Regions from separate parts of the Mus musculus genome. Here regions 1 and 3 are each linked to region 2. The links are chromatin contacts, called in public HiChIP or PLAC-seq maps. All regions are on one chromosome and are shown on one strand. Each heading gives the region's core, a stretch centred on a gene start, on an enhancer-like site or on the middle of the called end of the contact. The rest is flanking DNA. Distances are from core to core; before and after follow the strand shown. Region 1 overlaps Wdr95 (WD40 repeat domain 95). Region 2 holds the start of Wdr95 (WD40 repeat domain 95). Region 3 has its middle 14 kb from the start of Gm20005.

Region 1 (4,760 bases), core at 926-3,425, 84 kb before region 2:
GTGGTGACAAGCAAGGGCACACTCAAAGGAAGAGAGATTCCAAAGGCAAAGTAAGAGCTACAAAATGTACTTGGAAACTCATGCTTGGGCTCAGGGGTGACAATTACAGGACAGGCATCTAGAGCCAGACAAGCGTGAAGCCAGGCCAGGCTTGATAGAGTCAGAGTTGGGTGACCTGGGCAAGGCTGAGTGAGCCAAGGGTGCAGGGCCTACACTTGGGGTCATGGTGGTGACGGTGATCCCTGTGGTTTTAGCGAAGCCTGTGTGGCTACTTTACTATGACCTCTGGTTTTCCTGTTTGTTGTTTGTGGCTTGACATAAAACTCTAAATATCCATTCCGTGAGTAACCTGTGATGCTCTATCTCTTGTTTGGTTTATATAGGCAGAAAGCAATGCAGTGAACTTGTGGCCACTTCCTCTCTGGCTCAACACACATCTCCCCAAACACTTGTCACGGGGCCTTCTCATCCTGACCCAGCTCCCACCACGCCCAGGAAAACGCTCTGACACAATCTTTTCCTCAGGTTCCATCCTCACAAAATGTCATTTACAACTATTTCACAAATGAAGATCACAGACTGACTACGGTTACCCTCATCAGCCCATTTTGTGATCCAAGTCTTGTTTGAGAAATTTTGGACAATCCCCACAGATGTGTTTAATCCCGAGAGGAGCTTTAAAAGAGACCATTCACTTTAGATCCACTAAAGAATTAAATGTAGCCCACTGAAGAAGGCAGACATTGTGTAGACGGAAAGCATTTGGCTACCTGACCATTAAAGCTACTGGGGCAACCTAAAGACTAAAGTCCTATTTGTCCTTATTGGATGGTCCATATGTAAGATCACATGATTTATGTAAGATCACATGATTTCTGGGCTTACCAGTCACAAGAATAAAACGTGTGGTACCTTCTCTTAGATGCACAGTGATCTGTGTGTAGACAGCAAAACTTGTCTGCTTTGCACTCCTGAGCTGATACACTCTGAACAGCAGCGACTGTGTGCTGGTCAAGCTTCCCACAATTCCTAGCTGCCTGGGATTTCTCTGTATCAGTTTAAGCCCTGGTCCTCAGGGAGGAGGTGCTGCTTACTCTGTCCTGGAAAACCCAGCTACCACACTTGCTCCCAAAGGGTGGACTGTAGGAGGAACGGTGCCCATGTAATTCAAGGTGGCAGGGCTCTGGGTGTGCTGCTCAGAAGGCCAAGCTGCAGCAGACCAAGCTGGCAGCAGGTGTGAATGCTCAGGTGTGTTCCACACGAACCCAAGTGGAACTTGGGTTACACCTGCCTCCGCTCAGCATCCAGCTTCCTTCTCCCAAGCAGAGGAACGTGCCACGACCTTCTTCATTTTGGTAGACGGTGTTTGTTGAATGACTAGTAGAGAAGCCCCACGCAGACACCTTCAGGAGGCTAGTACTGAGGGTAGTAGAAGAAAGCAAAGGATTGACCAGGAAACTAGAAGGGAGACAGAGCCTATCGGGAATCATAGGACAGGAGGATGCAAGCAAGGCCCTGATTTAACCAAGGCTCCTCATTCTCTACTTTCAGAGTCCTCTTCGGCCAGCCCAGGGTTTTCCAGACCAACTGTAGGACAATGGGACCTAGCCTCTTCTCTTAAAAGAAACCAGGGCAGCAGGGGAGGTGGGGTAGAGCTTTGCGGTAGGAGAGGCCAGGGTGCTCCCAAAATCTATTCTTTGACCTGGTAGCCTTGCCTGTGAACACTTGCTCTCCTACTTCAAATGTACATTCATACTCTCTCTCTCTCTCTCTCTCTCTCTCTCTCTCTCTCTCTCTCTCTGTGTGTGTGTGTGTGTGTCTGTCTGTCTGTCTGTCTGTCTCTCTCTTTCGCTCTCTCACACTCTCTCTGTGCTTGGATACATAGTTCCACACAGAGACGACCCAGAAGTGATGGGGATTATGGTAGGGCAGCTTTTACCTGCCCATCACCCCCCCACACACACACAGGATCTCCTTCCCCAGGGACATCCACCACACACACAAACCTCCTTGCTCCCTCTTGGTTATCACACTACATCACAGAGACGTGCATCTCTATGCCACCAGGCTGCGTGCTCTTTGAAAACACGAGCAGAGTCCTAGTTCCGTTTGAGTCCCTGGAGTTTACCAGGAGCCTGACATACGCATGAAATATGAACAGCATAAGGGAGCAAAACAGTGATTCACCACTGCCGGAGCTCCGTATGCCCCGGGGAGATCTGCGTTCCTCTGGAAAACATGGTGCCTGCCTGCGTTAGTTTTCTGGGCCTGCAGCTGGTGCACAGAGGCTGCCTTCAAACACACATTTATTCTCTCACAGCTCTGGAGAGCAGAAGTGTGGAAGCAAGATGAGGGCAGAACTGTGCTCCTGTGGTGTCTAGGGGCATCCTGCTGCCTCTTCCACCCTCTGGGAGCTACCTGGCTTACTTCCTCCTCCCCCTTCTTCCCCCCACTCTCCCTCCTTTTCTTTCTCTCTCTTCTCCCCTTATCCCCATATGTCTCTTATAAGGACACCAGAAAAATGCACAGTAATCTATCTCAAGATCAGGAACATACTTTCACTGGCAGCCCAGGAAGCGGGCAGGGGGAGGGGTTGAGGACAACATAGTCACCATCAGGGTTTAGGGGACAATGTAGTCACCATTCCCTTTGATCTTTGACCTGCCCATCACTCCCCCTCAGGATCTCCTTCCCCAGGGACATCCACCACACACACAAACCTCCTTGCTCCCTCTTGGTTATCACACTACATCACAGAGTCGTGCATGTCTATGCCACCAGGCTGCGTGCTCTGAACTGATCACATAGGTACTGACCTAGTAGCCACACTTAGCCTCTCCTGAGTCCAGGGGTTGAGAAAAGGCCACTCCCCTCTTGATCTCTAGCTCCTACAACAGGTGGATGACCATCTGGAAGCCCCAGTTTCCTTGTTGGTAAGATGGCTGCAGACAGTGTCTATTCCCAAGGGATTGTTAGGAATTGATGAGAAACTCCATCTGTCTGAAAGCAGGCCTCCCTGTTTCCAGCAGCCTCCCTGATTTTCCCCGTCCTCAGCCTACCCCAGACAGATGCCCTAAGTGGTGGGTGGCCCGTTGGAGGAGCTGTTTGGGGGCCACTCGCCGCGGCCACCTGCTCTGGGTTCTCTCCATCCAGTGAGACATTGACATTCCAGAAAGAACAGCGAGAATCTGATTTGTTCTCTGAAATTTCAACTCTAATTGCTTCAGGATGAGCCCACATGGGCTGAGATCATTTCTCATCTTGCTCTTTTCTACGCCTCAGGGGTCAAAGCCTTAAGCTCAGCCAAACCTTTCCATGACACAGGAAAGAACTGGCCAAGCAAGGAGGTCAAGGTCCTTAGCACTCGGGCAAGAAACCGCTCCAGGGTGAGAGTTTCTTCCTTTCTGGTAGCGCTGCTTCTGTCTCCTGGCTGCAGAAACCAACCGGGAACAAGTCAGAGCCAGGAACAGACAGATCTGGCTTCTCCCCGAGAGCAGACACAAAGGCAAGCTCGTGGCACCGGAGGGCCTGGTAAATGCTGGGCCATCTGAGCTCAGGCATCTTCCAGCGAGGCTTTCTTCGAGCTGACAGTAGTCTGTGGGGGGTGAAGGGCAGGGGTGGGGGGAGAACAAGTGTAAGGATTCTTCTGGTATCTGAAGGCTGGCAGCTACAAGATCCCCCCCCCCCATGCTGAGCACCCCAGCATGCCTTCTGAATTCATATGTCTGTGTTATCCCTATCCCTGAACTCTCTCTCTCTCACCAATTCTGGTCATTTCTAGGTACCTTGGAAAGCCAACTGCTCCCACCTGTTAACAATTCATTTCTTCTCCCAATGGCTCCCGCAACCCACCACCACTTCAGCCACACTGAACCAAAGCCAGCACGAACGGACCCTCTTCGCTCTTCCTCAAGGGCTTTGTTCTTCCATAGTCTTACCTCTGCACCTTCTAATTTTTAAAAATGGTTTTATCTCATATGTATGGGTGTTTTGCTTGCATGAGTGTCTGTGCACTGCGCACAAGCCTGTGTGTGTGTGTGTGTGTGTGTGTGTGTGTGTGTGTGTGTGTGTGTGTGCAATGCCTGGGGAGACCAAAAGACCCACTGGAACTTGATTACAGATGGTTTTGAGTTGCCATGTGGGTGCTGGGAACTGAACCTGAGTCCTCCAACAAAGCTACAAGTGCTCTTAACTAGAGTCACCCTTTTGGTCATCCCCCTCCCCCGTTCTTTTGTTTTGTTTTGTTTTGTTTTTTGTTTTTTGAGACAGGGTTTCTCTGTGTAGCCCTGGCTATCCTGGCACTCACTTTGTAGACCAGGCTGGCCTCGAACTCAGAAATCTGCCTGCCTCTGCCTCCCGAATGCTGGGATTAAAGGTGTGCGCCACCACGCCTGGCGGAGTTCTTTATTTTTCATTGCGGTATTAAATACATTGTGTAAGTTACCTGAACCAAATACATATTTCATACATTCACATTGCTGTGCAACCACCATCATCACTGTTCAATTCCAGAACTTTTAGTTTTCTGAGACAGGGTCTCACAAAGCCCAAGGCTGGCCTCTGACCCTTTCAACTCCCTATAGAGCTGAGGGTGACCTTGAACTCCTGAATTTCATGCCTTCATCTCCCGAGTGCCAGAACTACATCTACATTCCCCCATAGTCAGCTTCTAAACTCGTCCACCTCACAAAACTGAAAACATACCCATTGAGCAGCATCTCTTCGTCCCCTTCTCCTCCGCCCCTAACGGCAGCCATTTC
Region 2 (4,755 bases), core at 362-2,861:
CCTGGGTGGTCCCCAAAGGCTCCCTTCTCCTTCCCTTCTCCTTTCCACCTGGTGTGTGTATGGGTGTCAGTTCAGGCCTGGCTCCTCTGGAAGGGGATTACAGCTTCATTCCCTCCCATGCATCCTCTGGCTGCCTCCACGGAACGTCTCGTCCATCTGACCTGGGGTGATGACTGGCCTTGGACCACCACCCCCCCCCTCCCCCCGCCTCTTAGCTTCCATCTTCTCCCTTACCGACCCAGAGCTCTCTGCGGCTCTCCTGCAAGAAAGCAAGATGGCAGCTTGTTACCAGCTAGATCATGTTGAGACCCCTTAGCCTTCAAGCCTCCACCAACACAGCCCCTCATTCGTTCATCATCTCCACTCCTGTGCTCTGAACTCGAGCTTCCTTCCAGTCCACCTAGCTACCTACCCACTTCTTTCCCTGCCCACCAAGGCTGTGCCCGGTTTATGCAGTGCCATTCACAGGCCGCCCTCTCCCTACCTGGAGTTGGTACATGTATGGAGTTGGCTCATAAAGCTCTCTTCCCTCGATCCAGTCCAGTGACTACTTTAGCGGTGCCAATACCGAGGATAGCTATCCCATACCTGGTGTTATTAGTGTTAGCACGTTAGCATTCCTTCTAGGTTCCTCCCAACAGTTAGTTACCTAGCAACAGCCAGGTGGGAGCCTGGGTTGCTATAAAAAGAACTGTTTGGCCTCTCTTCACTCTCTCTGACCCCTTTCTCTCTCTCTCTCTTTCTCTGACCCCCCCACCCTCCCTCTCCCCATCTTTTTCTGTCCCTTCTTTTTCTCTACTTCAACTCCTTTCTCAACCCCCTTCCCATGCCTCAAGTGAACATTTTATACTAGACCCGTGTTGTATGACTGGTACCTGGGGACAGGGGGCACCCACTAAGACACCCCCTCCCAGTGAAGCATACCGCGCTTTACAAAACATATCAAGTAGCACGGTTGAGTTCTTACTATATGTCATCACTAATTCAGTTACCTCTAAAAATAATTCCAAGAGAGGACTAAGGCAACCTTGGCCCAAATCACATCAACATTTGACACCCAGTCCGAGTCTTTACTAGTCACTAAATAGACACACTTTAAAAAAAAAAAAAAAAACTTCCCAAAGCACATTTATTGTGTGATCCTCCCCCCCCCCCCGCCCCCTTAAAGGGCCTAGCTAGATACTGAACACACGATATGTCTTTGATCCACTCACTGATTTGAGCTTCTAGCTTCCAGACTTAAGAATACCACGACCCCAGATGAGCAATTTATGGAAACAACAGTCACCAAGATCATTTGCCCTGGTCAATGACAGATGATAAACCATATCAGGACAAAGTGACCCGCAACATCCTGATAAGAAACCATCTCAGCCTCTGTGGGCTCCTTTTTCCTCTTTCTTTCCTCTTTTGGAAGAAGAAAATCCAGATCAGACACCTGAGAACTCATTGCTATTCTGTAGTCAGGTTGCTTCCAACTCTTTTATTCAAACCACCCCAGGGGCCTTGTGACATTACCTGCTAACGATTCTAACTCATCTTTCCAAACAAAGAGGCATCAGCCTGTCAAACAGCAACAGCCTTCCATCAACAGAGAGCTGAGGTCTCCTCCAGACTGGCAGAATGGGTGAGCGCTTACCGTACTCCCCATCCCCCACCCCGCGCCAGGGCCCTATGTGAATTTCTATGGGGTAATATTTACAGTGCTGGATGGCTGGGCCCTGTGGAGCTTAATGGGCTTCTTAATAAAGGCAGGCTTCATTAAGACAGAGAGCGCGGGGCGTCGTGCCCTTGCTTTGGAGGAGAGGACAAGCCAGCACAAGACGAATGCTCTCCCTCCGCTCGAAAATCATGCGGGTCAAGTGCCTTGTCACGCATTAACAGTCTTTTAAGTTGCTAGGCAGATCGAGAGGAGCCGAGCGGATAAACCAAGGCGGAGGAATTATGAGACCCATCCTGGTAGCACAAACGCTGGAACACAGAGCTGCCTTTAAACAAAGTAATTTGCTAAATGAGCGGCTGGCGGGTTTCCAGATGGCCAATGTGACACGGGCTTGGATGAATCCTTTCTTCAATCACGCGTTTGTCTGGACTGAGACATGAAAGGCCAGGTCAGAGCTACTGCGGTGGCTGCTGTAGCTTTGAAGCCCTTACATAAAACTCTACTGGTGTGGAACTCCGGCAGCTCCAGTGTGGCAGCTGGCGCGGGTGCCCTGGCGTTGGTGCTTGGGAGGCCACTAAGACAGCTGCTCCTTAAGCGGGAGGACAGCCAGCTCAGAACAGGGCTTCTCTGTCTTGCCTACCGCTTCGCTTCACACCAGGTCTCTGGGCAGGTGACCTTAGTACCAGATGAAACTGTAGTTGAAGTCTAAGAAGCAGAAATGTTGTAATTTTAAATATGAATTATTAAGAATCACTTAAAATCATTTCCATGAGTTTTGTCTTTCTTCCTTCAGTCCTGAATGATGTGTTTAAAATAAATAAATAAATAAATAAATAAATAAATAAATAAATAAATAGGAGATATGTGCTATGAGGTGTGGTGAGGTGTGGGAGAAGGGAATGTCTCAGCGGGCCCATGCCGAGGCATCCCTTCCCCATGAGGGACCAGCCACAGGTATAGTATAGTATAGTATAGTATAGTATAGTATAGTATAGTATAGAATAGAGTTTATTCAGGGCATGGGGAGGGGAGTTAAGAGGGCAGTGGAGGCAGAGAAAGGCAGAGAGAGGGAGAGTAGAGAAGTAGAGGAGTAGAGGCCAGCCATGAGCACGTGGAGGGGGGCGGGGAAGAGGCGAGGGGACAGAGTGGGAACAAGAGAGCAAGAGAACAAGAGGGAGAGGAGTGGGCAAGCAGCCCCTTTTATAGTGGGTCAGGCCTACCTGCCTGTTGCCAGGTAACTGTGGGGTGGAGTTTAGACAGAATTCTGACGCTGAACCCAGGACCTTATAAATGTTAGGTAAGCACTCTACCACTGAGGTACACCCCAGACCTCTAAGTCAGTTTGGAAATGCCCAAGATGGATGGAAAAAAAATCTACCTTAATTTTAATTTAGATTTAATGGAGGATGTATACAAGTCCTAGTTTTCAGACATGGTCTCTCTCAGCTGTGTCCCCTTTCTCACTAAATCGTATCTTGGTTTGAGGTCTTTATAGAGACAATGATGATCATTCCGTTCTGGGACGTCAAAGTCCGTGAAACACAGTGAATGAATGAAACCAGGTGATCTGGAGCCATCCGAGGGGCATGGGCCACACGGTAACCGGTAACATCACGAACGGGTGGCAGGCAGTGGGGAAAAAACAAACCAACAAACAATCTGGTTTCGCTGTGCCAAGCTCCGAGGCAAGCTTTACAGGGGGTTCTTAGCCTCCCTTGGCACAGATTTCTGTTCAGTTGCTAAGCAGTCAAGCCCCACCCCATGACGGAAGCCAAAGGCCAGACAATAGCTTTCCTCTTCACCCTGAGCCTCGCTGGGCTTCGGTTCATCTCTGACTCAAGAGGAAAAGTTTAAAACATTGAGTCACCAGTAGAAAGCTTCCGTAGCATTCTGGGGGAAACAGCAGTGTGTTGAGGAAGGTCCCCTAAAGCACCTTGCGGACCGTGGTTTCAGATCTACACAGGGTGGAAAATTTTGCCAACTGAGTTCTATTTCCTGTGTATGCACGAATGGTTTCCTCTCCTAAAAGTTTCCTATCACTGGGGCTTAATGACCCACAGTCAGCCCGATGTAAACACATTCACTGAACAGAGATGCTGTGGAGGAGGGGAGCTTGCTTCTCTGTCTCAAGCAGATACCATTGTCTGTGACCAGATCGCCCCAACCAATCACAGTCTCTCATCAGGTTCCTCAACAGGGTCACAAATCCCAGAACACTGTCTGAGGGATAATGTTCTTGAAGCATCCTTCCTTAAGTACAGATGAAAGCTGATCCCATCCCCGTCCCCCAGCCCCCACCCCACCCCCCAGCCCCGCCCCCGCCCCCGTAGTACTGCCTTAGGGAGTAGTAGGGTTGGCCCAGACTTTCCCACAAAGGTCTAGATGGCATCAGTACTGGCTACTAGAAAGGAGTTGGTACAGTCCACAGAGTCACAGATAAGACAAGGGAGGCATTGAACTCTGGCATAATTCCATTTTTAAAATGTCCTGGCAATAAGAAAGTCCTGTAGAAAGTGTAAACCTTATGTACTGATAGGTTGGGGGTGGTGGCTCAGTGGTTAGGACCAGGTTCAGCTCCTAGCACCCACAGAGCAGTATTCGGCTCCAGCAGTAACTCCAGTCCCAGGGGATCTGACACCCTTTCCTGGCTTCTACAGCACTGCATGGATGTGTGCACAGGCAAAATACCACACAAACGAAATAAATAAAAGTTTAAAAAAGTTATGTATTAGTTTAGGGCTGGTGAGATGGCTCATTATCTAAAGGCTCTTGCCACAAGCCTGACAAGCCTGAGTTTGATCCCTGTGTCCCATATGGTGGAAGGAGAGAACTGACTCCTGCACATTGTCCTCTGACTGCCTTATGCTTGCTTGCATGCACACACACACACACACACACACACACACACTTCAGGGCTAGAGAGATGGTTCAGCAGTTAAGAGTGCACACTGCCTCTTTCAGAGGATCCAGGTCAGTTCCCAGCACCCACACCTGTAACTCCAACTCCGGAGCAACCAGCGCCCTCTGCTGGTATCTGCAGCTACCTGCACCCATGTGCCCATCCCCCCCCACAGACCCACATAATGAAAAAT
Region 3 (4,410 bases), core at 1,568-4,067, 130 kb before region 2:
TAGCAAACAGCTTGCTCGAGATCCGCAGGAGATATCACCATCACAACCTGCTCCCAGTGACTCGCTGCTGCTGGCTATGGCGATACCACCTATAAGCCCTCAAAATGCACCAGGAGCTGGGGACCATGTGTTCTATGGAGGCCACTTCACATGCAAACAATAACAGGGACTTTGTTTCCCAGACATGAACTCTTAGGAGACATATTCAAACCACAGCTGGGGTTGGGGATGGGGTGGGGTGTCTGTATCTTCCTACCATGAGTTACCAATGTTACAATCAGACTCATTCATGATGTCACAGCCTATGTTTCACTTTGACCTCCAAGCACTTAGGAAAGGAAAACAAGGGAGGTGGCTGAATCTGGAGAAACGCAAGGTGCACATGTCCCAGTAGGTAAGGCCCCTTTATCAGATCACAATTAAAATGTGGAAAGGAAAGAAGGGAGGGAGGGAGGATGGGAGGGAGGAAGGGAGGGAGGGAGGGAGGGAGGGAGGAAGGAAGGAAGGAAGGAAGGAAGGAAGGAAGGAAGGAAGGAAGATGAAGATGAAGATGAAGCAAGGAGAAAAGCAGGGGGATGGGGAGGGACAGGGACCAAGCAAGCAAGCCCATTTTGCTCACTATAATTGTCCCTCCAAGCCAACAGGAGGTGCTGTTCTGACATCCTCGTAGACAGAGGTTCCTATCTATACCCCAGTAACCTCATGGACCCACAAACGGGAAAGAGTACAGCAAAGGGTGTATGCACTGCCTCTAAGACTTTCACCATGAGGTAACGCAGGACAAGTCCACTCTCGTTCTTTCCTGTTGAAAGCAGGTCACACGGTTATGCACAAACTTAAAAGGAAGCACTCTCCTAAGTTCACCAATTTACAGTAAAGTTTTCCAAAGTCCATAGGTTTTCAAAGAGTTAGGTAAAGGGAAGGAGCAGGCATCTAAGGAATTAAAGGATGCAGAATCTACCAGACACCTGGCACTGCTCTGCCCAGACTGTGTGTGTTACACACAGGGGGAAAAGGAAACAAACTCATGAAAGTATCCACAGTTATTAGAGTTTTATATATTAATGCAAAGTAGTTACTTTTCTATTGCTGTGATAGAATACCGCGGCCAAGGAAACATGTGGGAAGAAGTGTTCTCTGGGTTTGATTTCCAAGGGAGGCTTCATAATTACTGGAGAGACAGGCAGCTGGGAAAGGAAACTGAGAGAGCACCTTCAGCTACAAGCACGAAGTATCGCGAGAAATGGAAGTGGGGCAAAGCTATAAATACTTAAAGCCCATTGCCAGCGACATAATTCCTTCGGCAGGGCCACTTCCCAAACAGCATTGCCGGCTGGAGACAAAACATCCAAGTACCGGAGCATCTGGAGGGCATGTCTCATCCAAACCACCACACCTGCTATCCTCTGTGTAAACTTGCCAGACCCACTTAGTTGGGCTTTGAAAGACATTGCTGGTGACACGCAGCCTACCGTAGAGTATGACATTTAGTATTATAATGAATGTCATTTCTTAGAGGCCTGTGGAGACATAACTAAGTCATAAAGGCATTGAGAGGCCATCTTGCTGATTACTGGAGAGAGAGAACCCAGAGAGGGTAAATAGTATAATTATGTGGTGGGGTGAGAGCCAAATTCCCCATTACACCCAACAATGTTTGGGGCTCACAGTACTTTTTAGGGGCTTATGTCATTGCTTTTATATCCCCTTAAAATCAGAGGAAACTTCGTTGAGGAAAATACTTAAGTGTTATTAGTATATTCATCATTTTGCCAACACAGTACGCACCTGCGGAGATGTGTCCGTGCTTTTATATTTACTGTTATTATTTGTGTAGTGGAGGGAGCTATGAAAGCAGAAATGTCTAAGGCCTTAGAGTCCCACTCGTTTAAGGGGCATTCGTTTAAAGGGCTGTAGCATTAAGAATTTAAACTTATTCCCGACTAGCTTACAAAGAAAAAGAAAAGAAACTCAGACTATGGTTATTTTATTTGGCTTTGACAACTGCTGGGGATCACCCCTAACCTACTCTTCTAACTGCAGGCTTAGCTACCTTCCCAGTGGGGTACACCAGATGCTTGCTGTTTCTCCTGGCCGTGTGCTCATGGTCCATCTCCCCTCATAATGGCTTCTCTTCTCCTTCTTCTCCTCCTCTTTCTCCTTCTCCTCTTCCTTTCTCCTCTTTTTCCTCCTTCCTCCTCTCCCTCCTCCCCTTCCTCTTCTTCCTCCTCCTCTTCCTTCTTCCTTCCTGTCTCTCCTCCAACCTGGTCACTCCTAGCCCACCTACCTCTAATCCCTCCAGTGATTTGGCTATAGTCAATTTTATTTAACCAATAGTTTTAAATCAAGGAACAAGGTTTGCACAACAAAAGCTTGTAAAAGTGAGAAGCCATTAATTTAGCATTACAATACATAGCAGTAGACTAAACCACAAGAAAGGGCTTTTGGGATTCATGGAAGACAAAGGAGAAAGACTGTTGACTGTTTCTATTGGCCAAACCTATTGCATTACCAAGCCAAGAACAGACAGAAGACTGACTTCCAGGGGCAGATAGGGCTCCCTCAGGCCCACACTGAAGGATGCTGAGGATGCTGTGTGCCAGAGTGCTGATAAGGGAAGCCACATTTTTCGTAAGAATCTGGGATGGAGAGGTGGAGAAGGCTTCCGGGTGCTTAGTTAACCTCCGAAGTGCCTTGGGAATCTCCAGGGTGCTGGTCTTGTCTCCCCAATGTTGAGAGGCCCCTGGGTCTGAGGTTGCTCCTTAGCGCTGGAGAAACCTGGAGGATGCTTAGAAAGGCACCTGCATCCTGGGCGATCTTTCTTGGCTTAGGGCAGAGATGTAATGAGGACGGTTTTAAGCACTAGCTAAAACAGCAGACGGCCCACACCGGGAGTATTTCCTTCCAGGAAGCTGTCCTGTGGAGGCTGTTAAGGGTTCTGCCCTCCTGGCATCTGGGGTGATTCTGGGCCAGCAACTACCCACACTGCCTCCGCCCCTCGCCTTGCCTCTCTGTGTCATTTCAAATGCTTCTGTGAACATTCTTTCTGATGACCTCCAGCCTGGCCCCCATAGTGTGAGTGTGGACCTGTGCTGTACGTAAGACACCCAAGACGCTTAGGATGCTCCACAAGAATGCACAGGTTTCAAATGAAAAAGAATAACGTAAAAACAAAATTCTAGGCCTTTAGGCCCAGGCTTGAGAAGGTGACCTTTGTGACTCAATGCTCCAAGTTATGCTAATCATAAAACAGATAGGGACATTCCTCCACCCACCCACTTCCTGGGTTCAAAGAGTGTTCATTCAAAGAAAGTCACCCTGACCCACCCTGACCATTGCTGGAACCCACTATGCAAATGTGCTATTGTTAGGGGCTATTAGAAACTGTCTTGAGAGATAACCTGCACAATTACCAGGTATTCCTTGTGACTTTTGTGACTTTGCACTTCCTTGTGACTCTTAACTGGTATCTTTGGCATTTTCCAACAACGCCCTTCCCACCTCCTTGAGTTATGGCATCTTCTTTTAAATACCCCCTTACCCAGCTACTCAGGGTGCCACGGTCCTCTACCCCTGCGTGGTGTATAACCGTGGCCCCAAGAGCCCTCTTGAATTAAAAGTCCTCTTGCAGTTTGCAGCAAGACCGTTTCTCGTGAGTGATTTGGGGTGTCGCCTCTCCTGAGTCAGAACGTGGGGGAGTCCTCATGTTGTGGGTCTTTCACAATGACATCATGTCTTCAGAATGATACACAAACTCTCACTAGAAAAACCTATATTGCTTTGAGCTGTTAACAACTTAGATGTATTAAGTTAGCGCAAATATACTTATTCTCACATTTATTTTTTCCTTTAACTAATATAAATTGGGCTTTGCAGGGGCCTTGGTGAAGATGCTTTATATGTTGTTGCATTGTTTGACACAGGGTTTCTCCATGTACCCTTGGCTGGCCTGAACTCACTCTGTAGACACGGCTGGACTTGGACACACAGAGATCTACCAGCCTCTGCTTCCTGAGTGAAAGTTTAGAGGTGTGTGCCATCACACCCAGCCTTAGAAAAAAAATTTGAGTGATATGCATGATTCACACTTGTGGCTCATTAAGTGTGTGTGTGTGTGTGTGTGTGTGTGTGTGTGTGTGTGTGTGTATGTTGGTTTGAATGAGAATGGCCCCAACAGATTCATATTTTTGAATACTTGATCCTCAGTCGGTGGAAACATTGGGGAAAGATTAGGAGGTGTGCCCTGGTTACAGGAAGCATGTAACTGGGGCAGGCTCTCAAAGCCCACATCATTCTTAGTTAGATTCTCTCTCCACACACACCCCTCCCAAGGAGCCCTGCCTCCTGCTTCTGGATCTGAATATAAGCTCTTCTGCTGGCCACCATGCTCCCTGCCGTGATGGTCACGGA

What was found. HiChIP or PLAC-seq counts read pairs in DNA pulled down with a chosen protein or histone mark.
Region 1: a CTCF HiChIP or PLAC-seq map of the NIH/3T3 cell line shows a contact between it and region 2, with 15 read pairs. The contact joins the enhancer-like site here to the promoter of Wdr95 in region 2. A contact is called at or near these places in 6 of 39 promoter capture datasets (the HPC-7 cell line, epiblast stem cells, frontonasal cranial neural crest and 3 more), 2 of 15 datasets of contacts at CTCF or cohesin (both in the NIH/3T3 cell line), 35 of 484 Hi-C or Micro-C datasets (the 3T3-L1 cell line, 3T3-L1-derived adipocytes, the C2C12 cell line and 21 more), 7 of 115 datasets of contacts at active chromatin or transcription factors (CD8 T cells, embryonic fibroblasts, embryonic stem cells and 3 more) and 3 of 9 other capture datasets (adipose tissue, liver and pancreatic islet).
Region 3: an H3K27ac HiChIP or PLAC-seq map of embryonic stem cells shows a contact between it and region 2, with 6 read pairs. The contact joins the enhancer-like site here to the promoter of Wdr95 in region 2. A contact is called at or near these places in 7 of 39 promoter capture datasets (3T3-L1-derived adipocytes, the C10 cell line, embryonic stem cells and 3 more), 1 of 115 datasets of contacts at active chromatin or transcription factors (embryonic stem cells) and 3 of 9 other capture datasets (adipose tissue, liver and pancreatic islet).

What each region holds. Positions count from the first base shown.
Region 1 is chr5:149,610,331-149,615,090 of GRCm38.p6, reverse strand. Wdr95 (WD40 repeat domain 95) reads right to left here. Exons shown (of 23, transcript NM_029440.3): 23 at 3,197-3,595. The coding sequence ends at 3,358. Among named protein-coding and RNA genes, the nearest start is that of Hsph1, 24 kb to the left of the region's middle. Within about 2 kb of position 2,175, at least 72 of the 459 cell types and tissues checked have an H3K27ac peak or open chromatin away from gene starts, as enhancers often do. A contact at or near this core is called in the C2C12 cell line, the NIH/3T3 cell line, the STO cell line and 7 more, where this site is marked.
Region 2 is chr5:149,525,535-149,530,289 of GRCm38.p6, reverse strand. It overlaps Wdr95 (WD40 repeat domain 95), which reads right to left and starts at 1,611. Exons shown (of 23, transcript NM_029440.3): 1 at 1,519-1,611. The region is part of intron 1 of Gm15997 (predicted gene 15997); the gene reads left to right.
Region 3 is chr5:149,652,663-149,657,072 of GRCm38.p6, reverse strand. No RefSeq gene overlaps it. Among named protein-coding and RNA genes, the nearest start is that of Gm20005, 14 kb to the right of the region's middle. Within about 2 kb of position 2,817, at least 9 of the 459 cell types and tissues checked have an H3K27ac peak or open chromatin away from gene starts, as enhancers often do. A contact at or near this core is called in embryonic stem cells, where this site is marked.